Regions from separate parts of the Mus musculus genome. Here region 2 is linked to region 1. A link is a contact called in public Micro-C data. All regions are on one chromosome and are shown on one strand. Each heading gives the region's core, a stretch centred on a gene start, on an enhancer-like site or on the middle of the called end of the contact. The rest is flanking DNA. Distances are from core to core; before and after follow the strand shown.

Region 1 (4,681 bases), core at 1,130-3,629:
GCCCATCCCTTGTCCTCTCTGAGTGCATAGAAAACTGGGCAGTAGACTAGGTAAGCAGTTTCTATCTCTCCTCTGTTGTTGAAACTGTCCTTCAAAACTTCAGAGCCAGCAGTTGTAGGCACCCTCTTTCTTCAGTGTTATGGTCCAGCACTGACTTTTCTGTAGAGAAGACCCATGACATTCCTTGGACCTGGGCAGAGGACAGACCCTAAAAACCAAACCTATAGCCCCCAACTGATACCCAGTAGCATAGACGGGCAGTCAGAACTGCCCATCTTCCCACCTGTTTGCAGCAGGTGCCAGGTCTCAGGTCTGTGGGCTGCTAGATCTTAGCCATCGATCAGCAGAGCCACTGCCCATCCCCCGCCACCCCACCCCCACCTGATCAGTTGCAAAGCTAGAGCTGCTACTCTGGATCATGGCTGAGGCCTTCGGATATTCCATCAACTCTAAAGTGATCTAGCAGAATTGTGTTGCCAGTGTCAACAGGGCCAGCTGCAGGGAGAGGGCAGGGTCAATGGATCTGATTAGAGGTGGCCCCTTCTTTTCTGTCTGTTCCTCGGTCTCAGGCCAAGCACTGGGCTTCAAGGACTGGGGTCCAAGGACAGATGGACACACACACACACACACACACACACACACACACACGCACCAGAATCTCCTGATCAGACACCTGTCACCTGTCTTACTCATAGCTTGGTATTGGTAGCCCCCACTTCAGCTGTCCAGAAAGAGCAATGAGGCTGGCTCAGCCCTCACAGTGGAGCTAGAGTGTTGGATGCCAGGAGAGGAAAAACTATGCTGAGCCTTCTCTTGCCATGTAAATGCGCCAGTATTCCCCAGGACCCCCCCCAGCCTTGTGGGGAGCATCGCCAGGGAGAGCAAGAGACCCAGCTGAGAAGGATACAAAGGCGGGTTATAGAGGTTGGGCCTGAGGTAGGACCCATTTGTAGGTTCACAGGCCACTCTGGCTGCACGTGGCCTATGCTCTTGTTTCCCCTAGAATGTAACTGTAACCAGATCGGCTCTGTGCACGATCGATGCAATGAGACAGGCTTCTGCGAGTGCAGGGAGGGCGCAGTGGGGCCCAAGTGCGACGACTGCCTTCCTACACACTACTGGCGCCAAGGATGCTATCGTGAGTAGACCGGCCCCTGAAGACAGACCCTTTAGGCTGGGTGCGTGGTCCAGCATGGTGGGAGGGGCCTACGTGGGCCTGCTGTTAGCTGGGGGTGGGCTTTGAACACGTGGCTGCAGTGAGAAAGGTCTGATGCAACCAGGGTAGGGGTTCAAAGTGGCGGGGGCGGGGGTCGAGTGGGCATTGCCCGGTCTTCAGTGGACTGAGTCCGTGGAAAGTGGGAGCCAGGAAAGGGGGGGGGGATGTAGGGATTGAAGGGGAGCTGACTAAAGTTGGCTGAGAGCGCAGGAGTTTGCACTCAAGAAATGAAGGCTTGGCGAGACCCGAGGAGCATAGGCTGTCAGACCGCTCCAGGTACACGCAGCAGATAGCAGTTGATTCCAGAGAACCGCGCCACTGCCGGGGAGGAACGGGAGAGAATGGGGGTCAATGGCGGGGGACAGCCAGGAGCCAGGTCCCATCCCTTGCAGGGATGTTTCTCACTGTGTTCGTTCTAAGTACCGGCCCCCTGGGGGGGGGGGCTGTCCCAGCTCCCTATTGCAGAAGCTCAGTCCATCCCCACAGCTGCCTCAACTGTCCCCTCCGGCCCGCAGCCAATGTGTGCGACGATGACCAGCTGCTCTGCCAGAATGGCGGCACCTGCCAGCAGAACCAACGCTGCGCCTGCCCGCCCGGCTACACCGGCATTCGCTGTGAGCAGCCCCGCTGTGACCTCGCCGACGACGCTGGCCCGGACTGTGACCGCGCGCCAGGCATCGTCCCGCGCCCCGACACCCTGCTCGGATGCCTGCTGCTGCTCGGGCTGGCCGCCCGTCTGGCCTGCTGAGCCCGTTCTAAGGGTCCAGGGGTCCCTGGCCCGGCGGCGACACGGGTGCGGCCGAGCTGCTCCCAGGTGCTACTCGCAGAGTCCTCCCGCCCTCCCTGCTCTGCCCGCGCTCACCAGCCCCGCCCGGCACTGCCCTCGCCGGCCACAGGGGGCGCTGTGGAGCCCTGACCCGGCGGACTTCGAATTTCAGTTTTTTATGACTTAATGTCTCTATCATTTTTCCATTTTCCCATGTTTCTTTCTTTGCTCTCTTCTTCATGTTCTTCTTTTTGTTGTCCTTGTTCTTGTTCTTCTTCTTCTTCTTGTTCTTCTCCTCTTCCTCTTCCTCCTCCTCCTTCTCCGCCTCCTCCTCTTCTCTGTCCTCCTCCTTCCCCTCCTCTTTTCTTTTGCTGGCGGCGAGACAGGGACTGGGGAGAAACGCTGTTCATCCCAACACCCGCAGGTCCTGCCACACACATACACACACAGAACTCTTGCGCACACCCCAGCGCCTGTTCCTGGCTGCCAGCACCAGCCAGCGGACCCGGAACAACAAACAGTTGCCTACAACTCTAGTCGCTGACTTGATTCTCTTTTGTATTTTTTTTTTTTTTTTTTTTTTTTTTTTTTTTTTTTTTTTTTTGCACTCACCAGACCCCAGGTCCCCAAGGAGGCCTGGAGAGAGAAGAACTCACTGTCTGCGGGAGGGGTAGGACAAAGGGCGGGGAGGGGTGGAAACCTTGTTTTCTAGAGAACTATTTTGTTTGTATCCACTGTCCCTTGTGAGGACAGACTCGGGTGGGAGGTGGTCACTGAGGGTGGCTGATGGTGTACAAGCCCACAGTAAAGCGACTTCACAGCTGCCTCTGCCTGCTTGCTTCCTGTGTTGACAGACACTCCAAAGGTTTGGATAAAGAAAGGAGACCACAAAAAAGGTTTAAAGACTCGGTATTGGGGCCACTCTTCCCAGTCTGTTCTTTCCTTGTATGCTCCCCCAATTTTACCGTCAGCCAGGCTGCTGGCCACCATCTGGTAGGTGGATCTCCAAACAGGGGTGCCCCACCCCTTTCCTACAACTCCCCCAAATCCAGAGTCTCTGCTGTGGAAGCCCCAGGAAAATAACTGAGGGAGAATTCTTGGAATTCTACTGCACCCCATGCTGATTTGTAACCTGCCTCTGTGGCTGTCTGGGACAAATGTGTTGGCTCAGGAGCTTCAGATCCCGTGTGAGGTTGCATCGAGCTCCCAGCTGATGTCTGCCTGGCCAGTGCGCCCTGAGGTGGGCATTATATCTGCCTGCCTAGGCACCTTGATATATGAGGACCCAACAGGTCACTAAAGCTGACCCACTGTGTGCAGCTCAGTATCTGCCTCTGCTTGTGTTGCAGGAGGCCCGGTTCCCTCTCTTCTGTCTCCAAGTGTCCCATGGCTCCTTGTCCTGGTTCCTAATTGTCCCTCCTGTTCCCACCCGAGTCACCTCCTTGTATGCCATCTGCCAGATACTCTTTCTAGCCTAGGCTGTCCCCAGGCCTTTGCTCAAGTCTCTGATGCAAAGCTAAGAGATCAGACAGGGAAGACAGGTTGGACATAGTGGCACATGCCTTTAAATTCCAGCACTCAGGAGGCAGAGACAAGTGGATCTCTGTGAGTTCGAGGCCTGGTCTACACAGTCAGGATAGCCAGCACTACACAGGAAAACCCTATCTTGGGGCTGAGGGGAGGACAGAAGATGGACTGTTGACTGACTGAGGCCAGATGCTGCCCCTACTGGCCACTCTCTGCTCTGATCCCCAGCCTTAGGTTTCAGGAGTCAGTTCCAAGCTCTAAGGGTGGCCTCTGTCAGGTTCCTGGCTCTATACATGAACCCCAAAATGCATAAGATATAAGCAGAAATGACAGACAGGACTTCCAGAAAGTTCCTAAAAGCCCTTCCCCCAACCCTGGCCCTAGCTCCTCTCCTGCCTCTCTTCCTGGCACTCAGTCTGATGGGTGGAAGCAGGAGCCGGCTGGCTGAGCGTGAGCGTGGTGCCTCTAGGATGGTAAGCAGAAGCTTTCGCGAAGAGCCAGGCATGCTGCAGCCCAAACTTCTGAAACTGGGGCATAAATGCTGTGAGAACCAAGATCGTTGTTTCAGGCCCTAAATCTCTGGCCCTCCAGGCTCGAGAGCCAGACCCCAGAGTCCACTGAATTCAGAGAGAAACCAAAACACCCAGCTCAGCACACAAAACCAACACCCAAGCCTGGGACATACCTCCCCAGAGTGGGGTGGGCCTCCACCTTCCTGCAGATGGGGCACAGAGAGTGAGCTGATGCAAGCCCACCTTCCTGCAGATGGCTGGGATGCTGGGGTGTGGAGGAGGATCGGAGTTTGAACCACGGTGATTGGAGGCCCTGCCCTGGAAGCAGAGGAACGGGGATGTATGTACATAGTAGTAAAGGCGGAGGGTCTCAGGGAGACTCGGAGAGGGGGAAATGGGACAGGGAGTAGGAAGGGCCCAGCCTTGGTCTGACCCGTGGGTTGGGTGGGGCTGTGTAGCTGGTACGCTATCCTGGCAGAGTTCTTGTCTTGAGCAAGGGTGTTGCAGTGCAGAAGGAGGCCCTGAATCTGTTAAGGGGCTATGGTAACAGTGGGGGCAGAGCCTCCTTTCTGCAAGAGGCTGTGAACCCAATACCAAGAGCTACTGCATACACATACCACTTTATGTCACCGGGAGTATCCTAGGACACTGGAGGAGCCT
Region 2 (4,681 bases), core at 1,327-3,826, 470 kb before region 1:
ACCTTGGGATTTCTTAACAGGGAAACAAAATCAACTGGGAAGGAAAGGCTCTGCTAAGGGCTCAACAGCCCAAGGCACAGTCCCTCCAGATCTTAAGGAAGCAGGGCTCCTACGATGCAAAGCCCTGTCCTAGCATGTGAGACCCTAGCAGACCTTCCTCAGGGGAGGAAGGCAGGGACAACAGGGTGAATCCACTGCGTTTAATGGAAATTTCCAGGAGTCATGAAGTGACCATGGAAGGAAACATAGCACTTCCTCTTTTTCCAGGAAGCCTGAGTCTGCTGTGATTCACTACTGTAAGGCACTGTGATCCTGGATCCAAGGATACTTTAATCAAAGTGCTACTGTGCATGTTTGAGAAGTCACCCAAAATTCTTGGTCTGAATCTGTAAATGGGTTTATGGCCCACAAGAGAATTATCAGTCAGTAAGCTATGCATGATTTTTTGAGGCTGCCTGATGAATAATGTTTAGTTCCAACATCCTTTACAAACTAAAGCACTACCACAGAGCAGGGACTGAAATATCTAGTTTCTTTACAGTAATGTTTTTATATCCTGTTTAGCAAGGGGTTAAGAGCAGTGTTTTGGGTAAAGGCTGCCTGTCTCTTTACCTTTAAAGCAGTCATGGAAGGTGGGCTGGAAACACTGCAACAGAGCTCTGTCTGGCTTTGGTCTCTAAACACCTCTCACCCAAAGATCAACTTGAAATGAGCTCAGATCCATGCCATAAATTAGCCTTGGGTCAGTTCCTCAGAGCACCAGAGGCCACTGAGATGAAAGGCTGCAGTGTGGGAGAGACCACCACTGTGGGTCTTCCTCCCCAGGGCCTTCCAGAAAGGGACACTTAGACCTGCTCTAGACAGCAGGCTCCTGTGAAGGCTTTCCTGGGAGGGAAACGAGGAGCAAAGGGAGGGAAGGAGAACTGAGAGAGGTACTGTCCACCAGCTTCCACACAGAAGACTGCAGTGGCTCAGAGCTGCACTATGCTGGGGTGGAGAGCTAGTGAAGCATGTGTTGGGGACAAGCATGCTGTCAAGGGGAGGGGCAGAGAGCAGCTGGGAGTCGTTTAACGTGGGCTGTAGGATGGGCTTTCTTCGTTGTCATCAGAGAGCTAATTCAGAGTCTAAACACTAGATCAGAGTGTGCTAGAAGCACATCTGTCCTCTGAGGAAGAGATCTGCCACTCACTCATGTGACCTGGCTCTTAGGCTTAGACAGAACCCACTCCCCATAAAGGAGTTAAGGGCCGTGTGCAAGCAACTGATGTTTAAAATGGCACTCTTGGGCTTGTGTGTCCCCAAGGTTGCCAGACAGTTGGAAGTGAACCCCAGGATAACAACCGGGCACTCAGCAGCACAGGAGCCTGCTAGTCATGGACGCTGGGATGATTTCTCCTTCTCTGCGTGCCGCTTCAGTCCCTCGCTCATTTTGTCAGTAGGCAGACACAGTTTACCCTTGCCTCTTCTCATGTGGGAAGCAAGAACATCAGCCTACACCAGGGGTTCTCTAAGTGTGGCTGCATCCCCAAGGGACTTCTTACAAGTCATACACTGATCATAAACAGGATGGCTCCTGCAATCTCCATCTCTCTCTCTCTAATAATCTATTATTTTTTACTTTATATACATTGGTGCTTTGCCTGCCTATATGTCTGTGTGCATGGAACTGGAGTTACAGATGGGTGTGAGCCACCAAGTGGGTGCTGGGAATTGAACCTGGGGCCTCTGTAAGAGCAGTCAGTGCTCTTAGGCTGAGACATCCCTCCAGCCCCTCCTGCAATCTCTTAACAGTCTCTCAGTAGAGTCAGAGCCACTAAGTTAGAAGGCACTGCCTATGAACTCTCTTCCTACTGTTTTACAAAGCCTTCCTCTCCTGCCCCTTTTCTAATCTGTGTTGTTACTGACTTCATTATCACCCAACAGACACAAAGTGTCTACTGGAAGCTAGGTGGCCATGTTCAAGCTCCCACTGATAGATGGGCACATGGCCTGCTCACTGGTTGGTTCCTGGTATGTAGCCCAATTGCCTTTCCAGCCACTTTCCCTGACCCATGGTCTTCCTAAACACACTATAGCTTAAGCAAGGTCTGTGTACATGCTGGAGTGAAGGTGAACCCACACAGTGACTGTGTCTCTGCACTGCTACAAAAAGGAGTAGATTGTGTAGATGTGACCGGGGTTTGTTTGATTGCTTGCTTCGTATGCTGGGGGTGAAACACAGACAAGAACGGAGCATGTGTCAGACAAGGGCTCTGCCGCGAAGCAACCCCAGCAGTATGCATGTCTGAAGAAGCATGGAAAACGGGCTGCTAACATCCTAGAAAAATATGGACAGCAGTAGCACAGATGACACTTGCTCTGTCTCAAACTACCCTAATGACTCACTGTTTCACGGGTCTCAAATGTTATTCTAGGTGCAAAATAACAAACACCAGGTGACATTTTCAGCAACCTACTTTGCTTTCGGAGTTATACACAGGAAATGCAAAAGCAAAAGCAAACCCTCAAACGCTCTACCCCGAGAGGAGAGATGGAGCCAGCTACCAAAGCCACAATCAGAAGGTCACTTCCTCTCTTCTCTGCGCCTGAGCAGAGGCAGAAGGCACTGACTCCCCCAGGGAGGGGGAAGCTGACTCAACTGATATACAGCTTCTTGGGGAGTCTTGGACTGCACCAATCCCACTTTCCCTCTGGGTCAGAAGTAAACTCTCCTAGATGAAAACAGCAATAGGGTTTCGTCCCTGGGGAGACGCAGAAGTCAGAGTTCACTAGCCAGCCAGCAAGCTCTCATTAAGCAACTCACCTAATAATTAGTGTACCGCACACACATGGCTGCTTCTGCTCAGAAGCTGGGTAAAACTCAACTGCAGAGCTAACATGCAGTTAAGAACAGTTCTTCCCCTAATGGTGGTGTTTGTTTAGGTAACACAAGACCCTTACAACAGTTTAAAAGCATGCAATAGCAGAAACATAAAGAAAGATGTACTGCACCAGCTGTGGGTGTTTGGCTCTGAGTTTCCTGTTGGCCAAGATAAAAAAGTGAACAAGATGGGTTAATTCTGTCCACTAAAGCTCTGAACTCAGAAGAGGTGACTTCCTAGTACAACACTGTAGAAGGAATTGCAAGGAAGATGTAAAGAAGCTATGAACTTGGTCTTTAATTTGGGTTTCTATGAGCTAATAAAGGTCTTCAAATGACCACTTAAACCTTACACTTTATGGAGTCTGACAATGTCATACATCAGACATTTCTTAAGAAATCTATGCTTTTTCAAGGAGCTGTAATTAACCCAGAAATAAGTCAGAGTGAACTTACTGGACAGCCTGGAGGGGGTGGGGGTTCACACTTGTAGTCCCAGCATTTGAAAGGCTGCAGAAGGAATAACAGAGTTTGAAACTAGCCTGGACTACACAGTGAGTTCCAGAGGATTTGGGCTACAGATGTAGGCCTGTCTCAAAACCAAACCAAACCAAACCAAAAATCAATTTAATGAGAACTGTCTTACCCCATTTGTCTTTGGTGGAAGTGACACAGGTCACTATTAAGCTCCACTTTTAAGGGAGGACCTAGTGCTGATTCCTGTCTTAGACTTTCATGTTGAGAATGTTCTATAACAGTTGGTGTCATCACCTCTTACTCACTTGGTTCCCACTGCTGCAGAGCAGTGTCCTAGAGCTCCCACAGCTCAAAGGCACACACATTAGCTCTGCTGGGTTCCAGAGGGCCAGGCCTGGGAGCACGGGCCAGCAGGAGCCTCACAGGCCTGGGAGCACGGGCCAGCAGGAGCCTCACAGGCCTGGGAGCACAGGCTAGCAGGAGCCTCACAGGAGCTTCACAGGCTGTGTCAGGGGCTAGGGGCTTGTTGCTCATCGGGAGACGTCACTGAGGAAAGGCTCAAGGGTCCCACCACCACCAGCATTCTATGGCTTGCTGTCACTCAACACCATGAAGGTTTGTAGAAAGTTGTTCTGGTGAGACATATCTACATCCTGGAAGAGAAGCTACCCTGGGCTCACTGGAATGAGGCTGCTGGGAAACTTTCAAGATGTGACAGACTTTAATCTGACTAATAAGACAACTTTCTCTCACAACATGGCTCCCCCCTTTGGATCCTTGTGTCCGCTGACACCCACCATCCTTCATAGAGGAGCTGATTCAAGCTCCAGGTCCTTTCTGAGCTCAAGCACTCTTATTTATTTATTTATTTAGAGTGAATTACTTATTTCTAAGGAAATCAATTTTCTTGATAAAAAATACTTTGAGCTATAGTATCTTCACATTTTGTGTTTTACATATATAGAAATGATATATTTCCTTTCTTCTGTGGCCAGTATGGTAACTGTATGGACCAATATCTTTTTATTAAGTCATATGAACAACTTAACTTATGTGGCTTTGATGAAATTGTTGTTTCCTGTTGACATGGTTGTGATGTTATTTAATAGGTGCATTCTTTTGTGATTTAAAAAAATATATTTTATTTATTCCCTTTACATCCCGCTCACTGACCTCCCCCCCATCACTTCGTCCCACAATCCTTTCTTCCTCCTCCTTCCCCTTCTCCTTTAAGCAGGTGAGGCCTGCTGTCTTCCCATCCAGCTCAGGTGCTTTATAAGCACGAATCCCCTCTGGGAGCCTCCTATTCTAGGGGCGCTGGTGACAACACAATTAAACACAGGT

The links. Hi-C and Micro-C count contacts between places; a contact is called where the count stands out from the background.
Region 2: a Micro-C map of B cells shows a contact between it and region 1, with 2.1 times the contacts expected there. The contact joins two enhancer-like sites. A contact is called at or near these places in 2 of 15 datasets of contacts at CTCF or cohesin (large pre-B cells and pro-B cells), 8 of 484 Hi-C or Micro-C datasets (B cells, the G1E-ER4 cell line, cardiomyocytes and 3 more), 6 of 115 datasets of contacts at active chromatin or transcription factors (bone marrow-derived macrophages, embryonic basal ganglia, embryonic limb bud and 3 more) and 1 of 9 other capture datasets (embryonic stem cells).

What each region holds. Positions count from the first base shown.
Region 1 is chr2:29,192,104-29,196,784 of GRCm38.p6, reverse strand. Ntng2 (netrin G2) reads left to right here. Exons shown (of 7, transcript NM_133500.2): 6 at 1,004-1,138; 7 at 1,732-2,059. The coding sequence ends at 1,964. Among named protein-coding and RNA genes, the nearest start is that of Ntng2, 54 kb to the left of the region's middle. Within about 2 kb of position 2,379, at least 114 of the 459 cell types and tissues checked have an H3K27ac peak or open chromatin away from gene starts, as enhancers often do.
Region 2 is chr2:29,659,821-29,664,501 of GRCm38.p6, reverse strand. The region is part of intron 1 of Rapgef1 (Rap guanine nucleotide exchange factor (GEF) 1); the gene reads right to left. Among named protein-coding and RNA genes, the nearest start is that of Rapgef1, 42 kb to the right of the region's middle. Within about 2 kb of position 2,576, at least 123 of the 459 cell types and tissues checked have an H3K27ac peak or open chromatin away from gene starts, as enhancers often do.